Regions from separate parts of the Mus musculus genome. Here all the other regions are linked to region 2. A link is a contact called in public ChIA-PET and Hi-C data. All regions are on one chromosome and are shown on one strand. Each heading gives the region's core, a stretch centred on a gene start, on an enhancer-like site or on the middle of the called end of the contact. The rest is flanking DNA. Distances are from core to core; before and after follow the strand shown. Region 1 holds the start of Lman1l (lectin, mannose-binding 1 like). Region 2 has its middle 30 kb from the start of Gm39343. Region 3 holds the start of Snupn (snurportin 1).

Evidence for each region. A called contact is a pair of places that touch in the nucleus more often than the background predicts. ChIA-PET counts read pairs in DNA pulled down with a chosen protein or histone mark.
Region 1: a contact with region 2 is called in a Hi-C map of CD8 T cells, with 3 times the contacts expected there. The contact joins the promoter of Lman1l here to the enhancer-like site in region 2. A contact is called at or near these places in 1 of 484 Hi-C or Micro-C datasets (CD8 T cells) and 1 of 115 datasets of contacts at active chromatin or transcription factors (pancreatic cancer cells).
Region 3: a contact with region 2 is called in an RNA polymerase II ChIA-PET map of memory CD8 T cells, with 26 read pairs. The contact joins the promoter of Snupn here to the enhancer-like site in region 2. A contact is called at or near these places in 3 of 39 promoter capture datasets (hippocampal neurons, pre-B cells and stem cell-derived epiblast-like cells), 2 of 484 Hi-C or Micro-C datasets (CD4 T cells and CD8 T cells) and 4 of 115 datasets of contacts at active chromatin or transcription factors (embryonic stem cells, large pre-B cells, memory CD8 T cells and 1 more).

Annotation. Positions count from the first base shown.
Region 1 is chr9:57,619,508-57,622,775 of GRCm38.p6, reverse strand. Lman1l (lectin, mannose-binding 1 like) reads left to right here and starts at 2,002. Exons shown (of 13, transcript NM_199222.3): 1 at 2,002-2,283. The coding sequence starts at 2,106.
Region 2 is chr9:57,338,375-57,341,370 of GRCm38.p6, reverse strand. No RefSeq gene overlaps it. Among named protein-coding and RNA genes, the nearest start is that of Gm39343, 30 kb to the right of the region's middle. Within about 2 kb of position 1,335, at least 103 of the 459 cell types and tissues checked have an H3K27ac peak or open chromatin away from gene starts, as enhancers often do. A contact at or near this core is called in CD8 T cells, memory CD8 T cells and pancreatic cancer cells, where this site is marked.
Region 3 is chr9:56,949,412-56,952,453 of GRCm38.p6, reverse strand. Snupn (snurportin 1) reads right to left here and starts at 1,546. Exons shown (of 9, transcript NM_178374.4): 1 at 1,501-1,546.

The DNA of each region.
Region 1 (3,268 bases), core at 753-3,252, 280 kb before region 2:
TGAAAGAATAGAAAGCCGCAGACAAGCTGAGGATGTAGCTCAGTCGGGGAGTGCCTAGAATGAAGTCCTAGGCTTGATCCTCCACACCACATAAAACTGATGAAGAACCAGGCAGGAGAGACAGAACGAAGAGACAGATGGGTCTCTAAGTTTGAGACCAGCCTGGTGTAGGTACTACATGCCAGGCCAGCCAGGGCTACAAAGTGACATCTTGTTTGAAAACAACAGGTTTTTTTTTTAACAGCTGTAAGCTGGGCCTGGTGGTGTGAACACCTTTAATTCCAGCACTCAGGAGGCAGAGGTAGGCAGACCTCTGAATTCTGAATAGCCTGGTCTATAGAGTGAGTTCTAGGATAGACAGGGCTACACAAAAAATACTGTTTCAAAACATAAATTAAAAAAAAAAAAACCCAAGTTGACAAATGCTGTAATTTAGACCTTGGCACAAACAAGGTAAGACCTTGAAGGTCATCAGTAGCATCATAGGAAGTCGTAGGCCAACTTGGGTGACATGAGACCTTGCTTTAAAAAGGCAGAAGATGTAATGAACCCTCAACTGTCCATTTGGACAGTTACCATCCCAGGTCTGGCCTGCATTGTCTGTACCACCGGCTTGTCCTAGGCTCTGGGACAGTTGAGAACAAATCCCAGACATATGAATTCATCCATAAAGCTTTAATGTGTTTCTCCTAAGTACTTAAAAACCATAACTCAGCCGGGCGTTGTGGCGCACGCCTTTAATCCCAGCACTCGGGAGGCAGAGGCAGGCAGATTTCTGAGTTCGAGGCCAGCCTGGTCTACAAAGTGAGCTCCAAGACAGCCAGGGCTATACAGAGAAACCCTGTCTCAAAAAAACAAAAACAAAAACAAAAAAAAACCCATAACTCAAGTACCATATCACACCTAAAAATCAAACCATAATTCTTTGCTGTCATCGACCCATTGCTCCAGTTTCCCCAATCATCTTATTTTTCTAGTTGGGTTAAAATTAGACTCCAGCTGGGTGGTGGTGGGGCACGCCTTTAATATCAGCACTCGGGAGGCAGAGGCAGGCAGATTTCTGAGTTCAAGGCCAACCTGGTCTACAAAGTGAGTTCCAGGACAACCAGGACTATACAGAGAAACCCTGTCTCGAAAAACAAAAAAATTAGACTCCAAACAAGATATTTTATAACTTGTATTTGTACTTGTTCTCCCTACAGCCTTTTCCTCCCACTGCCTTATCCATCTTTAATCCCAGCACTCTGGAGGCAGAGGCAGGCAAATCAAGGCCAGCCTGGTCTACAGAGGGAGTTCCAGGACAGTCAGGGCTACACAGAGAAAGTCTGTCTTGAAAAACCAAAGCAAACAAACAACCAATCAACTAAGTACCCAGCTTCTTTTGTTTTTTAAGAGTTTTATTATGTTGCCCTGGCTGGACTGGTAACCTAGTCCTCCTGCCTCAGCCTTCTGAGTGTTGAGAGACAGGCATGTGCTACTGTGCCCAGCAGTTTTGTCTTTCAAGACACCCTTTGTTTGTGGAAGGCCCAGAGGTACTGGCAGAAGGAGTTATTGGGTATGCAAGACAACAAAGGGCCACAGCTAAAGAGAAGGGTGAAGGGACGCAAGGCTCAGGGGAGAGGGGTCGGATGAGTGACCAGAGAGCAGGCTATGCATGTGCTCTTAAAGGAGCAGGATGCAAAGGACTGCCCCCCCCCCAAAACAAACAAACAAACAAACAAGGAGGGAAAGCCAGGGCTGGGGAAGAGCAGGGCCTGGCACTAAGCATTCCTGAGCACACCATCCTCTCACCAGCTGAAGGAGCAGAGGAAGAACAGGAAGATGGCCTAAGCCAAAGAACAGGGGCAAAGCTCAAGTTGGCTAGGAGCCCAGGGGATAGCCAAGGCTTCAAGTGGAGGTGAGGAAGGGTGGGGCCTGAGATCAGACCTGCAAGAGAAACAGGATGTGTGTTTTGGGGGGGTTGGTGGAGAGCATAGAGTCAAAAATCTAGATCCTGGTCCTGGAAGGTCCTGGTGTCTCCCGGCCTGACTGCGTGGCGTCCTATAGCCCATCGTTGGCCTCACAGCCAGGATCCGTCCAGGTGCCCAGAAACCAGCTCCTTTGCAATGCTGGAGATCAGAGGCCTCTCACCTTCCCTCTGCCTCCTTTCCCTGTTGCTGGTTCTGCACGGTGCTGAAAGGAGCCAGCCCCCTCCTCGACGCAGGTTTGAGTACAAGCTCAGCTTCAAGGGACCAAGACTGGCAGTTCCTGGGGCTGGGATACCCTTCTGGAGCCACCATGGAGGTGAGGAGCAAAGGAGGACTCGCCATGTCCAGGGTCCTCCAGAGTGCTGGCGGGCCTGTAGTCAGAGGGACAGTGGATGTGAGGGGCTCTATTCGAGAGGTAACACAGAGGTGACAGTGCCTGGCCCAGGACCCCCTCCTTCCCAGACCTGTCTCCTGCTCCCCCAGGCCCAGCTGCTTTGTCTATTTGTGAAGGACCCAGAGGCACCGGCAGAACAAGCTGCTGGGTATGTAGGACAGCACAGGGTCACAGCTAAAGAGAAGGGCAAAGGGTCGCAAGGCTCAGGGGAGAGGGGCCAGATGGATATAGACCAGGTTATACATCCTAGCTCTCAGGTACCAGCTTCAGTTTCTCTTTGCCCCAGGACTTTTTTTTTTTCCTTGCTTCTATTTGCAGCCCCCCTCTTCCTCTGCTCTGGACTGTAAACATACACGCGTGCACACATACATTCATGCACACATCTGATGTGTCCCAGATAAGCCTCTTTTCTGCTGGCTCCATCCCATGGGACTAGAGGTCTGCTGGAAGGGCAGCACTGTGTGTCCCCCTGTTTTGTTACCTCGAGTACAGGCTCTCCCCTTGCCTGTTGAGTGGAGATGGAAGCGGATATGAGAGGATCTTAGCCCACAGGTCTGTGCTCTGGGACTTCCAAATCCTGACTTGTCCGATCCTGTTCACCAAGGGTCTGTGATGACTTATCAAAAACCATATAATAGCCGGGCATGGTGGCACACGCCTTTAATCCCAGCACTCGGGAGGCAGAGGCAGGCAGATTTCTGAGTTCGAGGCCAGCCTGGTCTACAAAGTGAGTTCCAGGACAGCCAGGGCTATACAGAAGAAACCCTGTCTCGAAAAACAAAAACAAAAACAAAACAACAATAAAAAAAACCACCACAACAACAAAACCAAAAAACAAAACTATATAATACGCAGGATCTTACATTAGAGTAAGAAGAGAAAAGCATCAAAGACTCTGAGTTAGAGT
Region 2 (2,996 bases), core at 86-2,585:
GAGAAACCCTGTCTCGAAAAACCAAAAAACAAAACAAAACAAAAAAAAGATTAAAATACTAAGACAATGAGAATGATAGAACCTGGGGGCTGGAGAGGTGGCTCAGCAGTTAAGAGCACTGACTACTTTTCCAGAGGTTCTGAGTTCAATTCTCAGCAACCACATGGTGGCTCACAACCATTTGTAACTTGATCTGATGCCTTCTTCTGGTGTGTCTGAATATAGTAACAGTGTACTCAAATACATAAAACAAATTAAATAAATAAAATATAAGAATGGGAATCATTCAACAGTGGTATCAATTCACATTGTTTTACCATGTTTGTTTGTTTGGTTGGTTGGTTGGTTAGTTGGTTTTTACTGCTTCATCCAAAGCAGGAGGCCATCTTCCAAAAAAGATGTAAAATAAGCATAGAGACATTCTCTTAAAAAAAAAAAAAAAAAAAAAGCCGGACGTGGTGGCGTACGCCTTTAATCCCAGCACTCGGGAGGCAGAGGCAGGTGAATTTCTGAGTTCGAGGTCAGCCTGGTCTACAGAGTGAGTTCCAGGACAGCCAGGGTTACACAGAGAAACCCTGTCTCGAAAAACCAAAATATAATAATAATAATAATAATAATAATAATAATAATAATAATTGTAAATAGCTGATAGTTCAGAAATTTTCATTTTCCTACAGAGGTGAAAGAAGAAAAGTGACAGAGAAATTGCACCACTGCTAGACAGACAAACAGAGTTCAGAGTGAGACAGATAGCGATCAGACTCCAGGTGTGGGATAAGCAACCTCAAGACTCCGCTGAGTCTTCCCAACCACAGTATCAGACATGTCTTTTCTCAATCAGACTACAATCATAATATTATACATGGATTTTCTAAAGCATCCTTGAGCCAAGCCTGGTCACCGAGACTGTAATCCCTGCTACTCGGGCGACTGAGGCAGGAAGATCTCAACTTCAAGTCCTACCTGGGCCAACTTGAACAAGTTGATATCTCAAAGGATAAAGTAAAGAAAGAGGCTGAGGAAGGTAGAGCATTTGTCACCCTTGTGGATTCAATCCTTGCCTCTACAAGGCTATTAACAATAACAATAACTTGTCTCCCATCTTCCCGGTGGGAGGGCAGAGAGGAATGGCTAAATCCTAAGACAAGGAAGCCTCCCTGTGACCAAATCTTCACTCTTGCTATTATCTCTGGGCCCAGTACACCTGAGATCCTTCATTGGGTCTTGAGCTCCTAAGCCTGTGGTTTTCCTCTGGGTGGTGACTCAGTGCCCACAGCCTACCCTGCATGCCATTTCCCCCTATCCGGGCCTTGTTGACTGCTCTGAGTAAGAGGTGGCTCTGTGGTTTCTCTGAAGCAACAACCACAAACTGCCAAGCCCACCTTACCCATCCTCCACTCCCCACCTTGTCTGTCACTCTCCTAGTCCCACCCCCAGGCTGTCGACTGAAAGAGAAACAGGGAGGTTTATATGTTTGTGCACTTGGTGCTATGCATGAGAGTGGAAGAGACCCCCATTCACCAGGCAGGGAGAGTTGGCTGAGGATGAGGATGCAGCTCAGCGGTGGAGTGCTCGTATATTTAGTCTTCATCACCTGCCCCTCTACCCACATGTGGGCAGGATGTGGGAGAGGAGGGAGAGAGATGGTGTAAGGCAAAATGTCTTCAGGGTTTCCTTTGGGGTAACCTATTTGCTCATTTACATGTATTCCTCAAAAGCGACTGAAACCATGACAATGGACAAGAAGATGAGATACTCAGGCACCTCTCCAGTGAAAACTGAGTCTTCTGGTAGCAAGAGTTCTGCTGGCTCTCAGCGCTCCAAGACTTCCTGAGCCAGGGGACTTATCTGATTCACGCTGACACTCTTCACCTGGGAGATTATTGAGTTGGCTTGTAAAAGCTCCATGTGGGGCTTGGTTCTGATCCATAGCTCTCAGCAAGGCAAAGCTGGGCTGAAGATGGGCACACCTTGCAGCTTACCGTCTCCTCCATCTTTGCCTCTCTTTTTCCTGGCTTGAATAGCAAGAGCCTCCCTGCCTGATAACCGTCCTGCATCCTACCACCCAGTCATTTGGCTTCCAAGACAGACAACCCTCCCATGCCTGGCTTCCAAAGGCCTGCCAGCCTCAATTGTGCCAGAGAGGTACATTAACAACCAACCAAAAGGAGGAAAGAAGGGGCCCAGGGTGACAGAGCCACCAGAGTACCTCAAGGAAGGCACTATCCTATGGTGTGGTTAAATCATTCAGGTTAGCACTGGGGAATAGCACCAAGGCAAGAGGCTGTGGGCCTCTTTGCACCTGAATACTGCAGCTCTGCACCTGAATACTGAATCTCTCTTGGCCTGGATGAAGAACAGCTCTCCACTTGTCCATCACTATTGACTTAGATCCATTGGTTCTTATAAGTGGCCCAGCAAGGCTGCACTGTCCCTGGCTTTCTTCCCAGACTCAGATGCTGACTGGAGACAGACGCCATTCTGGGTGATGATGACCTTCCAGAGGCCACTGTAGAGCTCAGTGACTCAAGGGAGCTGCCCTAGGTCAGAGACTGAGAAAGGAGAATGGTCCTGTCTTGGCTATTGTTCTACCACTGTGCTAGGATACCATGACCAAGGCAACTTATAAAAGAAAGTGTTTAATTTGGGGCTCATGGCTGCAGACGGTTAGAGTTCTTAACTATCATGGCGGGGAGCATGACAGCAGACAGGCATGGTGCTGGAGCAGTAGCCAAGAGCTCACATCCTTATCCAAAAGTAGAAGGCAGAGACAGTGACACTGGGAATAGCATGGACTTTTGAAACCTCAAAGGTCACCCCCCAGTGACACACCTCCTCCAACAAGGCCAGTCCCTAATGTTCCACCAACTAAGGACTTTAGTCAAATATATGGCTTGTGGGGTCTGTCTCATTCAAATCACCACAGAATCCTTATGGTAATCAAAGAAACCCCTGTATTGTGACCCCCTTGAACTTCACACCCACCTAGGAGATCA
Region 3 (3,042 bases), core at 297-2,796, 390 kb after region 2:
CAATCTGGTCCGTCAATGTAGCTAAGCAGCTGGCTTTGTAGCCCAGTGACAGTGCTTGGTTTTGATTGATTTGGGGATGGAGTGAGGTTAGTGAGCATCTTAACCATTCAAATATACAGTTCTGCAGTGGGAAGTACCTTTACACTGTTATCAACTGTTTCCATCTTGCAAGAATGCACAGGACAGGATAGGACAGGGTGGAAGGGTACTGGAGAGATGGTTCAGCCATTAGGTTAAAAGTACTGGTTGCGGGGCTGGAGAGATGGCTTGGCGGTTCAGAGCACTGACTGCTCTGCCAGAGGTCCTGAGTTCAATTCCCAGCAACCACATGGTGGCTCACAACCATCTGTAATGAGATCTGATGCACTCTTCTAGTGTGTGTCTGAAGACAGTTGCAGTGTACTCATATAAATAAAAATAAATAAATCTTAAAAACACACACAGCACTAGTTAAAAAAAAAAAAAAAAAAGAGAGTACTGGTTGCTCTTCCAGAGGACCTGGGTTTCATGTGGTAATTCATGACCACCTGTAAACCAATTCCAGGGAACTAACTGGAACTCTCTTCTGACTTTCTTCCCAGCATGGCACCCATGTGGTGTGCAGACATGTAGGCAAAACACACATACACATATGCATATAGGAAAATAAACAAATAAAAGAACAAAGGATGGTGCCATACCTCCACTTGGTAAAGTACTTGCCAAAGTGCGCACCATATTTGCACCAAGCCTTGGGTCTGAAACCCAGGAGAAAAAGAAGAAAGCTGCATTCCTATATCCTAAGACATTAAAAATACTTTTTTTTTTTTCTGTTTTGTTTTGTTTTGGGGACAGGTTTTCTGTCCTGGAACTCTCCTTGTAGTCCAGGCTGGCCTCGAACTCATAGAGACCTGCCTGCCTTCTGAGTGCTGAGATTAAAGGTATGCAACCACCACACCCGGCTAAGAATACTTTCTAAGAAAATTTGTTAAAAGTGACTATTATCAGTGTGGATTTAAGGTGTGCATCAGAGTGTTTGTAAAATAACCGGGAGTATTCAGTAGATAATTACTGAGCTTCCCCGTCAAGGTATCCTGAAGTATGCCATAGAAATGATCCCTAACAGGACCTTACGTGTCATACACCTGCAATGGCAGCAAGGCAGGAGGCCGAGGAAAAGAAGCGAACTAATTCCTAAGTGTCAGGCTCACCCAAGCCTCTTCTCCAGCCCAATAGATGCTCCCACCACACGTCCGTGAACTCTGCCGCCCTCCCCGCTACTGTCTCTCTAGCAATGGAGTCGTTTGTCTTTCGGTTACAGAATTCTCCCTGCCACACATAAATGTTCCTCATGAGTTTGAGCCAGACTGCCTGGAATACAACGACAAAAATATGGCCAAGTCCAAGTCCCCAAGACTGGCCAGCCTCCCCAGGTAACGGCTGCGAAGCCAGCCCTGGGTCATCAGAAGAAGTTTGAGCTTGCGGCTGAGAGAACGCCAAACTAGACAGGGCCAGACTTACCGCACGTCCGTACCACTCGCGCACGCCGCCAGTGCCTGTGCCGACTGACCAATTAGGTGCCTTAGCGGAGCTAGACACGCCCCGCTCAAGCTTGCACTCGAACTTCCGGCTCCGCCTACCGTGGTGCATCGCGGGAGTTGAGTCGGGCAGGACATTACTTCCGCCCTGAACTGAGCGACTCTTCTCCCTAGGGAGGGGCTTCCAGATTTGGTTTAGGCTTTTTCGGGATTCTAGCGAGATTGTCCGCGATACGGAGCCTTCAGTACTGATCGCAAACTTGCCCCGGATCCTTTCACTGACAAAACCGTGACTTCGTGGCCGCCACCTCTCCGGGTGTGCCCAAACTCGAGAGTTGCACTGACAGCCCTTTTGTCTTGCTTGTGCGATTTTCTGAATGGCTTTCAGGTTTCGAACTAATAAACGTTTCTTCCCTTCCTTTTTCCTTTCCCTTTCTTTCTTTCTTTCTTTCTTTCTTTCTTTCTTTCTTTCTTTCTTTCTTTCTCTTTCTTTCTTTCTTTCTCTCTCTCTTTCTCTCTCTCCTTTCTCTCTCTTCTCTCTTTCTTTCTTTTTCTTTCTTTCTTTCTTTCTTTCTTTCTCTCTCTTTCTCTTTCTCTCTCTCTTTCTCTCTCTTTCTCTCTCTCTTCCTCTCTCTCTCTCTCTCTCTCTCTCTCTCTCTCTCTCTCTCTCTTTCTTTGTATAGCCCTGGCTGTCCTGGAACTCACTTTGTAGACCAGGCTGGCCTCGAACTCTGAAATCCGCCTGCTTCTGCCTCCCGAGTGCTGGGATTAAAGGCGTGCAGGCGTGCGCCACCACTGCTATCCCTATTCTCCTTTCTAACATGACGCGGAAAGGGACCTGGCTCGATTCCTGATAGGTAACGTTCAGCATTTGAGTGCAGCACTTAGTCCGGTTTGAAAGTAGTTACATGAGTGACCGAGATTTAGGAGACCCTAAGCAAACCCATACATCGTGTCTGCAGGGTAAGACTTCTAGCATGTAAAATGAAAACAGGACTTGCTACTTAATGCTTATAATGTGAGCCAGATGCGTTGCTTCTAACACCTCAATGAACTGGGGTGTGGCTAGGGATGTTGCTCAGCAATCAATGTGTTTGTATAGCCTGCGCTAAACTTGCAGTGGCACCACCCTGTAATCGAACAACAGGGGGTGAAAGCAGGACTGGCTGGTAGTGCTAGCACATGCCTTTAATGCCAGCTTTCAAGAGGCAGAGAAAGGCAGATCTCTAAGTTAAAGGACAGCCTGGTCTGCAGAGTTCCTGGAAAGTCAGGAGCCCTGTGGGTGGTGGTGGGGGAGTAATTTGGCCAGGGTTGTCAGGAACCATAATGGGACAAGCTAATAACTAGCAGTTGATCATCCTGAAGTGGCCTGCTTCGGATTATTATTATTTTTTCTTTTCTTTTTTTTTTTTTTTTTTTTTGGTTTTTCGAGACAGGGTTTCTCTGTATAGCCCTGGCTGTCCTGGAACTCACTTTGTAGACCAGGCTGGCCTCGAACTCAGAAATCCGCCTGCCTCTGCCTCCC